Regions from separate parts of the Hordeum vulgare genome. Here region 1 is linked to region 2. The links are chromatin contacts, called in public Hi-C maps. All regions are on one chromosome and are shown on one strand. Each heading gives the region's core, a stretch centred on a gene start, on an enhancer-like site or on the middle of the called end of the contact. The rest is flanking DNA. Distances are from core to core; before and after follow the strand shown. Region 1 holds the start of LOC123430999 (probable serine/threonine protein phosphatase 2A regulatory subunit B''delta). Region 2 holds the start of LOC123430979.

Region 1 (6,315 bases), core at 490-2,989, 770 kb after region 2:
TTTTACTAACAAATAACCATGTAGTCATGCACTTTCATATTACTACATCAATATAATTAACCCACAGTTCTCTTTTAGTGAGCTACATGATTTTTTTATTATATCCTGCTTGAATACCTATTTTTTTGGACTAGTCTTATAACTCGCGCATATTTCCATTACTATTTCTTAGAATCTCCAAAATATTTAAGCGAAGCATGAGAGTATCATTATTTCTATAAAATTTACACGCCGTTGAGCTCTAAAAGATACAAGTGAAGCACTACAACAACTGACTAGCTCAAAAGATATAAGCGAAGCATATAGACTATTCTAACAAATTCTAATGAACACGTGTCTCTCTCATATACGTGTGTCCGTCAAACAATTATTGTGACAAACCAAACGAAAACAAGACTACAATACATTACGCTCCAAGCAAAACACATATCATGTGATGAATAAAAATATAACTCTAAGTGACATAACAATAGAATGGAGATGAAAGAGGGAATGCCTTCCGGGGCATCCCCAATATTAAAAGCTCAGGTCTTATAGGCAACCCCACTATGTGAGCTTATAAAAGCTACCATAATAAGTACAATATTATTGACCATCGAAGTACCCATAGTTCTTGGCATATGCTTGTGTAATATGCCCTGAAAACCAAAAAATGGTAGAAAAGAACCATTAATAAAGAATGCTAAATTACCGAGTAGCAAGCGATCTTATGATGACAATGCCCATAGAAAAAAATGTGCACAAGAAGGAAGGGATACTTTGCTAGGCCGCTTGAAGGAGACAATATCTCACGGAGGGGGAGGGGTATAGAGGGCGAGTGAGGGCGGACACATGCAGAGGTATGACTGACGGGGTCGTTGGCCAACACAACAAGAAGCTCGCACAAGCAACAACATGATGAACCAACTGATTTCACCCCAACATCATGTGCACAAACACACACTCCATCACGGAGTAAGGAGTACCAATACTTTAGAGCATACTCATGGAAGCCAACATGAAGGAGTGAAGTTTAGGAAGATGCAAGAGACAATGGAGCTTCTCTCACAACAACAGATGAAAACCTCCAACAACAACGCTAGCAAAACTCGAGCTACTTCAATTGCGAGGACGACGTCGAGGCCTACCTAGCACACCACCGATGTCGTCCGTGCCAGCCACCCGAGTGCCCTCCACAACCCACCCCAATCTATAATTAGCCTCCCTGCACGCGCATATCGACATGTATCCTCAGAGCCGCCACACCACTTAGGTTTGACCAAAAGAGACCAACTGTTCCTACACTGACAACCGCGGCCAAAACCCTCTTCCACTTCTCGAGGTGTCCCACCAAAAAAACCAACCCCTCATTTCTTCAGATCTACATATCTAATGCCAAGATTCTGATCAAAACCGGACACCACCCTAAAAATCAATGCACTTAATTAAATGAGAGCGCTTCAATTCTAGCAAGATAGCGAATTAAAAGATGTTTAAATTTGCTTATGAAGTGACTGTTTTGACATCGACCATACATATTTCAAACAAGTACCAATAATATAACAAGATAACAATGCAATATTCATATCGCTTTCATTTGCTAGTATCGAAGATCTCCAATTTTTATCATTAGAGAAATAAAAAGATTAGAGAAATAAAAATAATTGAAGAACACAAAACCGCTTCCAGTGCACGGGTTTGGCTGCATTCTCAGCCACATCAGCTCCATTTAGCCACACGGAGCGAAAGTGCCATCGGAAAGACGATTTCATTTTGCCCTCCGCTGTTATATCGACGCGCACCATTAGCTAGCAGCCTAGCACCACCATCTTCCGCTCTCCCCCCCATCTCCTCCCACCTGCTGCCGCTCGCTTGTCCCGGCCTAGGGTTTCGCCTCCACCCGCCCCCGGCCCTCGCCTCAGATCTCGACGCCGGCGACCCCCGATCCTCCTAAGCCGCCTGCCGCCAACCCCGCCGAGTCCCGATTCGTCACTCACCCCACGCCGCGCCACCGCGCCACCGCGTCCTCCAGCCTCTGGACGCGCTCGCGGGGAACAGATCTAGGGTTCGGGGCCTTGCTTGGTGCATGAGAAGGGCACTAGGGTGTTGACGGCATGGAGGTGGAAGCGGCGAGGAGGGATGCGTCGGCTCTTGACCCGGAGTTGCTGCAGCTGCCGGAGCTCGCGCCGGGCGCTCTCCGGGAGAACTCAAGCATAGCCGAGGCACTCTATTTCCAGTGGCTCGTGCTGCCTGAGTCGTCCAAGCTGGTAACCTCTCACGCGTCCTGTTGCCTTCGCCTGCTCCTTTGGAGGTGCTCCTATATTGTCGTGGTTCGTCCGTTGATTTTGCGTGGCCTTTTGTGATCTCGTGTTGGAACTCTTGAAAAATGTTTGTTAGAATGCTCTGCCTTGGTGGCGTCTTATGCTGCAGTGATCTGCATGGGTTTAGATTGTCATGTTCGTATTACGAGTGCTAGCTTAAGCCGAGGATAGAAAGCGATGAGGTCTGGTACATCAAAGGCTAAGGTTCTGTGGGAGAGTGTGATTGTAGTAATTTTTGCGCAAATATGTACTTGGCCTGCTTCTTCGGGGAGCTTACTTTCTGCTCCTCAGTTGCCGTGAATGAATATGTACCATCTGTACTAATTTTGGCTTCTTGAACTGATGTGCTTACTATTGGTTTTTGAGACGAGCCCTCACCGTATTCATCAGCTTTATCATTATATTAAAGATAAAGGAATGTTGGTATGATAATCAATGTTGCATGTGTTTAGAAGAATGATGGATTTCAGGAGACGTGGACTCGAATGCTGTACTGAAATCTAGTGCTATCAAGATATTTGTTTTATGCTACAACAATTTGTGTTATACTTCGAGCCGATGCTCACTTAAAATGATAGTTCACTCTTCTTAGGACATTCTCGCAGTGGTGCACTGTGCTAGAGATCTGGCTTGAATTGTCTGGTTCCATGTGAGAAGGTTTAATTGTTGTTTGGGGTGCATATTTTGTTGAGCTCTTTTTGGCTGCTAATTTGATGCATACCTGTGCAGAGCAGTAGATATAATGCAGCATAGAATATATAGCTCTTGTTGATGGGATGCCTACTTTGCTGGTCAAACACATGAAACCTTAGAAAAAAGAACTCATGCTGACAATATCGTGTGCGGTGTTACCTGTAGTGTTAACACGGTCTCAAGGCTTTACCACTCCAGTGTTTATTGTTGTTCTCCCAAATGATGCTACTAACATTTCGTTGTTTTCTCTGCTTTGTTATGTTGAATGTTGTCTTGAGTGTTATGGTTGGGCATAGCGTAGTAGTCAACGACATGCTACCTTTTTTGCGGGAAACAACATGTTATCAAATAGGTCAGCAGATGACATAACTGCTCGCCTTGACTGGCAGTAGTCCAGGAGGCACAGGGACTCCACCGCCCCTCATCGTTAGCCTTTTGTAGTTCAAAACTACCGTGCATCGTCACCTCCCCGCTCAGTGTTGTCGCTTCGCGAATACACAGCTCTCATTGGGCTTTCTTAGCTCCTTCATCTTGCTGGTTTTCTCTGCTGCTTGTTGTGCATCTCACTTGTTAGCTCCGTCGCCCTCTGCTTTGCTGTTGGCAATTGAGCATGTGAGTAGGTAGTGGATGCTTTGATATTCTTTTGTCTTCAGATGATGTTTTGGACCAAGTGGCTAGTGGGACATGTATTCTCCATTTCCGCCTTGTTATATATGTTGTAATGCGCTAATTAGGTTAAGCTAAGGTACTGTCTAGTGTCACCGATATGGGGTTCCTCGCTCCCTAAGCTGCCGTGATAACTATGCAGTGCTATACATGTATTGGATATGTTTGATTTTCCATGTGTGATTATTTGACTGGATTCCTGGCTCCCCAGGCTGCCGTTACTACTATGTAGTGCTATATATGTATTGGGATATGTTTGATTTTTAACGTGTGATTATTTGGACAATATAGATCTACTATATGGGCTGGCTTCTTACATCTTGTATTTCAGGCATTGCTTAATATATATAGCAACATAGCAGATGTTTCAAATTTTAACCTGTCTGTATATATGGTATATGCTTGAAATAGCTCACTCTTCTGGGAATATGGAACGTATGTTGACGTTTGTTCTATACTTCATTAACGGGACATTAAATAAAGTTTGAGCTCACTAGTTTCTTGTAGCCGCGTATCTTGCAGCTACACTCTTTTAGTGTTTTTTTTTCGAGTTCGTTGTTTCTTGGGTCCTTGGGCCATTCTGTACTTGCCATCGGTACCTTCTTCTTAATGGAATCCTAGCAGCACTGCTGCTAACTTAAAAAAAAGACTTGTGTGCTTGTATCAGCAAGTGTAATATTGGAACCGTATTGGTAGATATTGAACAGATTAGTCCAAGATTTTTTTGTAAGATTTAGACAAGTCTAGTCCAACTAATAAAGCATAGCGGTCAAACTCTCAAAATTACAGGTGGTGCAACTGTACTTGGAACTGTGACAATAGGCTTCCGAGGCACTAGAACTTCTAATTTTGTTATGTGCTCTTTTCTTGGCTTTGGCTACTCTGTTATCTTACATCTCTTAACTTCTTAAGGTGGTACACCTATAATTAGAACTCAATGGCCACTGAGTTTACCTTCTATGTGATGCATACGAATACAAATCATTGTTAGTTAAATTTATTAGTAACACATTGTAATTTGGTGAGAAGTATTTATCTGTGCTTACTGCTAGGTTCTACATATATGTATCATTATAAGCCTTTAATGGTGCTGCTTGATTGCTCTTCTGTTTTTGTTATCCTTAGATATCTGTTGAAGTGACAGCATGATGTTTTATACACTTTGCTTTCTTCGTCATTATAAGCCTTTCTATATCTGATTGACTGATTCTGTGGAGTTGGATGCTACTGTTTTTGTAAATTAGAAGCATTGGACATTGTTTTGTAAATAAGCAATAAATTTGTTTCTACAACATACTTCTGTTGGATGTACCATTCCTTATAATATTTGGTTTCTTCACTACTAGGTGAAATCTTTGATTGAAGACGCAAAAGCCGGTGCCACACTGAATGTTGCTGGGAGCTCTGCTAGCACAAATGCCGCTTCAAGTAGTTCTTTGCCGTCAATGTTCCCTGCTGGTAGTGCCCCCCCACTCTCTCCTAGGAGCACAGCTGGCTCTCCCCGTGTTATGAGACGAGGTTCTAGTGCTGGACCATCGTCCTTGGGATCTCCTCTAAAATTAGTCAGTGAACCTGTGAGAGAAGTTATACCTCAGGTGCTTCCCATTTGTGCTTGTTATTGTTCACGTATATTTGTTCCTACTATAACTATGTAAGCGTCTTGCTTGTTAGTCTTAGTTCTGTATTTAATATGTTTGCAGTTTTACTTCAAACATGGGCGCCCTCCACCAAAAGATTTGAGGGAGCAGTGTTTGTCTAGACTAGATCACCTTTTTTTTGCTGGGGAGGGGCTCCAGATTCAAGGTGACCTTATTTGAGGATTTCATTTGTTTTGTCCACATTGAAATGCATTCTTAACTTCGAACGTCTTATTTGCACATATCAGAATTCAGACCAGTTATAAAAGACATATGCAAGTTGCCATCGTACCTCTCTGGTGTTCTTTTCAAGAAGATTGACGCCGCTTGCTCTGGAACTGTAACAAGGTGCACTGTTTATTCAATACCTCACATGGCTACACTAGTGTTGGTCTATATTTTGATATAGTGAATCTTAGTTGTTCCATCATATTTTGAGGGCACTGACAAATACTTCATGCAGCTAGCACACGGGACTTACCAACTGTAGCCAAAATTTGGTCAAACATGAGTTCATTATGGAATATTAACCTGTTTCAAGTGCTGAGAAATCTTTGAGATATTTTGACTTGATATTAAAATTAGCATTTGATTGCGCAACCAGTGTTGGAAATCTGAGAAATCTTAGTTATCGTTCCTGCTTTTGAGAGATAAGTAATGCAAACTACTATAGTGCAAGGTTGAACAAACACACTACCTTGTCCAGTGTAATTAAGCAGACCAGAAGCAAGCAGAAATTGCTCATCTTGTTTTTTAACCCTGCTTCATATATGGTTATCCACCAATGCATTATCCTTGCTATAATAATACTTAGGCACTGTTTTCCTCTTCATCCAGTGTGCATGGACTAGGATGTCAGGTTTCATTTATTGCACCCCCCCTATGATAGTACTCCCTTCGTCCCATAATATAAGAGCGTTTGTGACATAACATTTAATCAAACACATCTTTGGTGTTTCATGGTCTCATGTGTACTTAACAATTGTTATGGAATGCCATGTCTCAATCGGTAGTTGCAT
Region 2 (6,449 bases), core at 557-3,056:
CCATTGTTACACCCACAACCCCAACTGCTATACATACTGGACCAGTTACTAGAGCTTGCGCACGCCAATTGAATTACCAGTTACTTTCGTTTCTTGGAAATCCTTCTAATGTTCATGAACATATGATGTTGCCTAAGTTAGGTACTTTTGTTGTACTTATGAATGAAGGACCTAGCATGGACAAGAAGGATATCTGTTGGAGCGGGATCAAGCATGGAGAAGAAGGTGCACGCGCGGGAAAGAACAATGGAGCTTTCACTGGTGATTTTCGCACTTTGAAGCCACCATAAGGAGAGCATGAAGGCTTGGACGAAATATTCAAGATGCCACTTTATAAATTTAGTCCATAGGCTATTATAGGTGATGCGCCACCTAATGTTTGGGCCAGGCCCATGTAATTTCGAAATACCATGTTATAGGCTATTTTTAGAGTCTGTATGTGTGGGGAAACTGAGTTAGGGACGATTTCGGACCCCTCCTCAAAGGGGTCATGGAATTCCTCCTCTATTCCCCCATATATACAGCTCTCAGGGCGCCGTTTAGACCTGGGTTTTGTTTAGATTACAAGTTCGTCATAGCTCCAACTTCGCGTTCTTCGTTTGTGTTCCTCCACCAGATAAAGGAGTCACAGAACCCCACTTTCATCAATGAAGCTTTCCTCTTATATTCACAATATCCAGATTGCAATTTTAGTTTCTTGCTTCTTCTTCGTTTGCGTGCAGAAAACAGACCCTCGTGGTCAGGTGGATCATGCTCCGTGCGTGGTCAATAATCTCTCGGAGTTGGTTTAGCGATTGCTAAGATGCGACGTCCTCACATGTTCATAATCGGATCATCAAAGTCTATTCCACCAAAACGATAACAACATCTCATCGAAAAATAGGGACAACTTTGCCTATATTTTGATCGACCTCGACTCCGACGAGGACTGAGCTCCTCCGGCTCCTCTGCCATGTCGTCACCGCTGCACCCGTCATTTTTGGTAGCCTAGACGCGGGTACGCTGCACGCCACACAGTCCCCCCTACCTAGTACTCCCTCCGTCCCAAAATAAGTGACTCAAAAATGACTCAAATTTACACTAACTTTAGTACAAAGTTGAGTCATTTTTGAGTCACTTATTTTGAGACGGAGGTAGTATGAAGAACTGATGTAGGTTGCTCATGAAGAATGTGTATTTTAGTGAAAAACCATGATGTAGTTTCACCGGCGAACGTCTTTTTCTTTAAATTTTACAGTTTCATATACGAAGCCTAATCTTTAGCTCATGAAATGGTCCCGTAAAATTACTCTACACGACCTGGGTAAACGTATTTTACAGGTCACTCTTGTACGGATCTGCTAGAGATGCTCTTAGATATACCTGGCCAAACGGGTCGGTCCGGCACGACACGGCCCGCCTGGGCCCGATTAATATACGGGCCGTGCCGTGCCGGCCCGCGTGCCTGGTAGCCAGGCCCAAGCACGACACGGCTGGGTAAACGGGCCGGCCCGAGGAACGATTAGCACGCTGGGCCTGATTTTTTTATAAAATCTAAAAAAATATATAAAAAAAATAAACGGGCTGTGCCGTGTCGGCCCGCGTGCCCAGCCTCCAGGCCCAGACACGGCCCTAGGCGTGCTTCATGCCGGGCCCGAGCACGATTAGCCCGTGTCGGGCCGGGCCCGTATTGTACCAGGCAAGCGGGCTGTCGGCCGGCCCATTTAATCGGCCCGTTTGGCCAGATCTACTCTTAGGGTACTTGATGTCAAATCTGACCGTGCACGCATGCTCGAATGGACGTTTGCATAGGAGACCCTGTAACAGAGAAAGTATCCCGATCAGAGGCGCAAATCGTTAAGTGTAACATTCTGATTTCTGCTGCTGCTGCTGCTCCTCCTCCTCCTTGCACCTTCCACCCTTCGATACCACGTCTTCTCCTTCTCTACCTTTCTTCCCATAGAAGAACCCAATCCAAACCCCAACTTTGAACGAATCCCAATAAACTACCAAAGAGGTTTCATTTTGGGTCAGATCTAGCCCAGAATCCGCCACTATCCGCCGAGGTGAGACAGATGATCCCGATCTTTGGTCGTATGCTAGCACCCGCTCCTAATCTGATCCCGTGGCCATTGTCTACTCGATTGCTGCAGTGAAGTAGAGCGGCGAGCGGCGAGGAGGGACCATGGCGTCGTTGCCAGATGAGGAGGAGTCCTTCGAGCACACGCTGCTGGTGGTGCGCGAGGTGTCAGTCTTCAAGATCCCGCCGCGCACCACCAGCGGCGGATACAAGTGCGGCGAGTGGCTGCAGACGGACAAGATCTGGACGGGCCGCCTCCGCGTGGTGTCGTGCGGCGACCGCTGCGAGATCCGGCTCGAGGACCCGGGCTCCGGGGACCTCTTCGCCGCCTGCTTCGTGCTGCCCGGCCAGAGGGACAGCGCCGTCGAGACCGTGCTCGACTCGTCGCGCTACTTCGTGCTCCGCATCGAGGACGGCAGGGGGAAGCATGCCTTCGTCGGCCTCGGCTTTGGCGAGCGCAATGAGGCCTTCGACTTCAACGTCGCCCTGTCGGATCACGAGAAGTATGTCAAGAGGGAGCAAGATAAGGAGACCGGTGGTGAAGACGCAGATGACAGCCAGATTGATATCCACCCAGCGGTGAATCGCCGGCTCAAGGTACTAGAAAATGGCCCAGTTTCTCTCTTTTGCTATTGCTAGGCTATAGCGTAATCTGTGATTGATCAAAGATTATATTTCTACTGCCAAGTTAATTGCCCTTTATCTGAAACATGTTCAGAAGTTAAGGGCCAGTAGAAAGTTACATAATGACCAAACGAATACATATCCAAGTAGGTCAAGTATCTAATATTCTGCTACAAAATGCTGACGTCTTCGTCCAAAAGAATAAGGGCCGGTAGAAGGTTACGTAATGACCAAACGAACAAGAAAATATATGTACTAATTGTTTTGTACGACATTTGTTGATAAAGTTGAAGTGAAGGCAGCTATAGATGCAATGAATTTGGTTTCTAACATGATAGGCATGCTATGAAGATGAGAAAACATCGAACCAAATCACTGCAAAATTTAATAAGCCGTTTTTTGATTGGACATATAGGTGAGAATTTCTCTGTTACTGGCTCAGCAGGCCAAAATGGTTCTACTGGATTAGAGTCTACACATTAATTGTTTGTCCCATGTCCATTCTCATTTTTCTCCATGTGTATGCAACTTCTGCTCATCTAGTAGTCCCTAGACGGATGAAGCTTTGCTAGAGTTGGATTTCTTGGTTATTGTCACGAGGTTGATATTTGTGACATGATGCACCACATTTTTGGTCTTTTTTTTTACGCGGGTCTATTATTTCTTATATGGATCCAAAAATTTGAAGCTCAAACACACTTTTTCCAGTATCCACATTTTCTAATAGTTTGTCTTTGTAAGAGGTGTAGCCATCATGGTAATGGGACTAATGCTTTTGCCGGATGCATGACCCCTATGGTTGTATATCTGTTCCTGATATTTTGATGATGGTGTCCCTGCTGTGTAGGAAGGTGAAACCATTAGGATAAACGTGAAAAACAAGCCATCAACTGGAAGTGGCATGCTTTCCTCTGCTGGTTTATCCGGTGGGGCCACTGAAAAACCTAAAGCAAGCATGCTCCTTGCACCACCGCCAGGTGCAACCGGGAAGCTTCGGTCTCCGCTCCCACCTCCACCTAACGACTCTGCATCTGCAAGAATGAATTCTGGACACAACGCTGGAACCAGGAGCTCAAAAGAACCTACCAAGAAAAACATCGACCCCTTTTCAGATATTTCTGCTATAGAGGTGAGAGTTAAATTTTGTACTTTCACTACAATCTCTACGTTTCTTGCAATATATGATTGTAAGTGATGCCTGCCCAGCTTCTCCTTTGCTTTGTCTTGTCTTGATGGCCGATACATCTCTTCTCATCCCGGACTTCCATTATCTGTGGTACGCAGCGAAGCCTGCCCTCATCGGCTGAGCTAGGACAAACAAAAAGCACCGGTGCCGGATGGGCAGCATTTTGACAATGGAAGGACATCTGTTGTGTCACGTAAAAAAGACAACGAAAACCGTGTGACTGAAAAAGTACACAGAATTTCTACTCACGGGAGCCTGTACCCTATGAAATCACATGGTGAAAAATGATGATCTGCATCCACTTGGTACTTGAAAAATAAACATTTGTGGAGGTGATGTTATCTATCAAGGCATCAACCCGCATGGATTCAAGGAGCTCCAAAAGTCTGAATATTTTCCTGAATAGGAGTGTGAGTTTCCTTGTTTGTCGAATTTGTGTTTGCCAGATCTCATATACTGATACAAGAATCATACTGACCTCCACTTGTATTCTGCCCTGAAAGATTCGAGAGTACTGTTTATGCGAAAAGCTTGTTTTATTCGATCATTTGTGAAGATTCGTTTGAAAACTAGAGTTAATTTGTTCTCTGCACTGACCTGATAATGGTTTAATTGTAACAACTATCATACAAACATCCAGAATAGCAACATTGAACAGTTGTGCAACCAAGAATGCATCTGAATGTGAAGTGTATACCTCGACAAAATGAAATTTAAAAAGAAAAAATACCACTAGCAGAACAAAGCAAAGCAAGCGATATGTATATATGTAAGCATTTTGCCATACATTGATGCCGACAACTTTTTTTTGAAAAAAAGAAGTAGACGCCAGCATGATGTTGACAAAATCAAATGCAGAGAAGTAAAGCAAAGCCACAAAACTAATACTTTCTTCGACCCATAATATAATAACGTTTTTACACTATTATGTGATGGAGGGAGTAGGTTGTAAAAGCGGTATCACAGCTTCAATAGTTTTAGTCTGTTAAGACTGTCAATGGATTGTTGTGCATTTTTCCCTTGGGAAACACACTAAACGAAAGCCACTCATTCAACTGTGTATTTTTAGCATCCCCTGTTTCTAGCCTACAGGCTGGCTTCTGTGCCACCAGCTAAAACATTTGGTGACTATATTTCGACGCCCCTGGACCTAAAATTCAGGCCAAAATTCCCCACCAAATTGGAGCCATGCAAACAAAATTGTGATCCTAAGTTCGGGGCCAGTTCATTCACATGTAGATGGATTTTTACCCCAAACAAATTTTGCCTCAGTCAAGACAAGTACTGGATGCAGTTTCTTCCTAGACAAGGGTGCCTCATAGGCTTATGCATTTGATTGTTTCTTGCTCTTGTTATCCCGTTTGCAATGGATTCTGCGAGGAGCTGGTTCAACAAGCTCCAAACGAGGGAGAAATCCATCGGCAAGAAGAAAGATATGCCTCCAAGTGGCAAGGAAGGGACCGATGAAGCGCCTTCCAGCGCGACAAAGCAAAGGGTCGCCGCGGCAAAGCAGTACATCGAGAAGCATTACAAGGAGCAGATGAAACATCTACAAGATAGGAAAGAGAGGTATGTAATGAGGATACATGCTGCATCTTGGCCGATTGTCATAAGTTCTAACTATCAATAAGGTCTAGTATTTTACCGGCTCATGATGTATATGTTTGCCCGTTCGCAAAATGATAATTGCGAGACCTTCTGCGTGTCGTTTCCGTACAACCTTGTGATCTCCGATAAAAGAAATGATTGGATTCAGGAATATCTTGTGTGGTAATTGTATATGTATAAGTTGTGGATTAATGTAATCCTATGAACCATTAAATCTTATATGCTCATAACATGATTTTTCTCGCGATACGATTTTACATTGCTAGCCATGTTTAACTTCAAGAAATAACGCTTTAACTAGTGAATTTTTTTTGTTGCACAATATAGACGGTATAGTTTTGAAAGGAAGCTAGCAGATGCCAATGTGTCCGAGGAGGAGCAGAACAACATCCTGAAGCAATTTGAGAAGAAGGAGACAGAGTACATGCGATTGCAGAGGCACAAAATGAGTGCCGATGATTTTGACCTGCTGACAATGATAGGGAAAGGAGCATTTGGTGAGGTAAAACTTCCATGCAAATGTAGTCTCACTCTGCGTCCTCTTTCCATCTGTTCTTTCTTCCCAATTGCTGCAAAATTTCCCTTCTAGGTTAGGGTCTGCAGAGAGAAGACCACAGGGAATGTCTACGCAATGAAGAAACTCAAGAAGTCAGAAATGCTTCGCCGAGGTCAGGTATGACTATCTTGTCATAAGAATTCTGGGTGTGCGCTTGCGTCGAATTGTTCACTCCGTCTCTGATCATACATTGGATTTCACACAGGTTGAGCATGTCAGAGCCGAAAGGAACCTCCTAGCCGAAGTGGACCACCATTGCATCGTGAAGCTGTATTGTTCATTCCAAGATAATGAATTTCTGTATCTCATAATGGAGTACCTTCCCGGAGGCGACATGATGACATTGCTGATGAGAAAAGACACATTGACAGAGGACGAGGCCAGGTTCTATGTCGGGGAAACGGTTCTCGCAATAG

What was found. Hi-C and Micro-C count contacts between places; a contact is called where the count stands out from the background.
Region 1: a Hi-C map of leaf shows a contact between it and region 2, with 8 times the contacts expected there. The contact joins the promoter of LOC123430999 here to the promoter of LOC123430979 in region 2. A contact is called at or near these places in 2 of 6 Hi-C or Micro-C datasets (leaf and seedling) and 1 of 1 datasets of contacts at active chromatin or transcription factors (embryo).

The regions. Positions count from the first base shown.
Region 1 is chr1H:275,734,416-275,740,730 of MorexV3_pseudomolecules_assembly, forward strand. LOC123430999 (probable serine/threonine protein phosphatase 2A regulatory subunit B''delta) reads left to right here and starts at 1,740. Exons shown (of 13, transcript XM_045114827.1): 1 at 1,740-2,246; 2 at 5,006-5,254; 3 at 5,360-5,462; 4 at 5,545-5,644. The coding sequence starts at 2,094.
Region 2 is chr1H:274,967,250-274,973,698 of MorexV3_pseudomolecules_assembly, forward strand. It overlaps LOC123430979, which reads left to right and starts at 1,807. Exons shown (of 4, transcript XM_045114805.1): 1 at 1,807-2,045; 2 at 2,133-2,656; 3 at 3,531-3,812; 4 at 3,968-4,438. The coding sequence starts at 2,165. The coding sequence ends at 4,036. It overlaps LOC123430968 (serine/threonine-protein kinase tricornered-like), which reads left to right and starts at 4,528. Exons shown (of 13, transcript XM_045114795.1): 1 at 4,528-5,438; 2 at 5,805-5,979; 3 at 6,067-6,150; 4 at 6,239-6,449. The coding sequence starts at 5,236.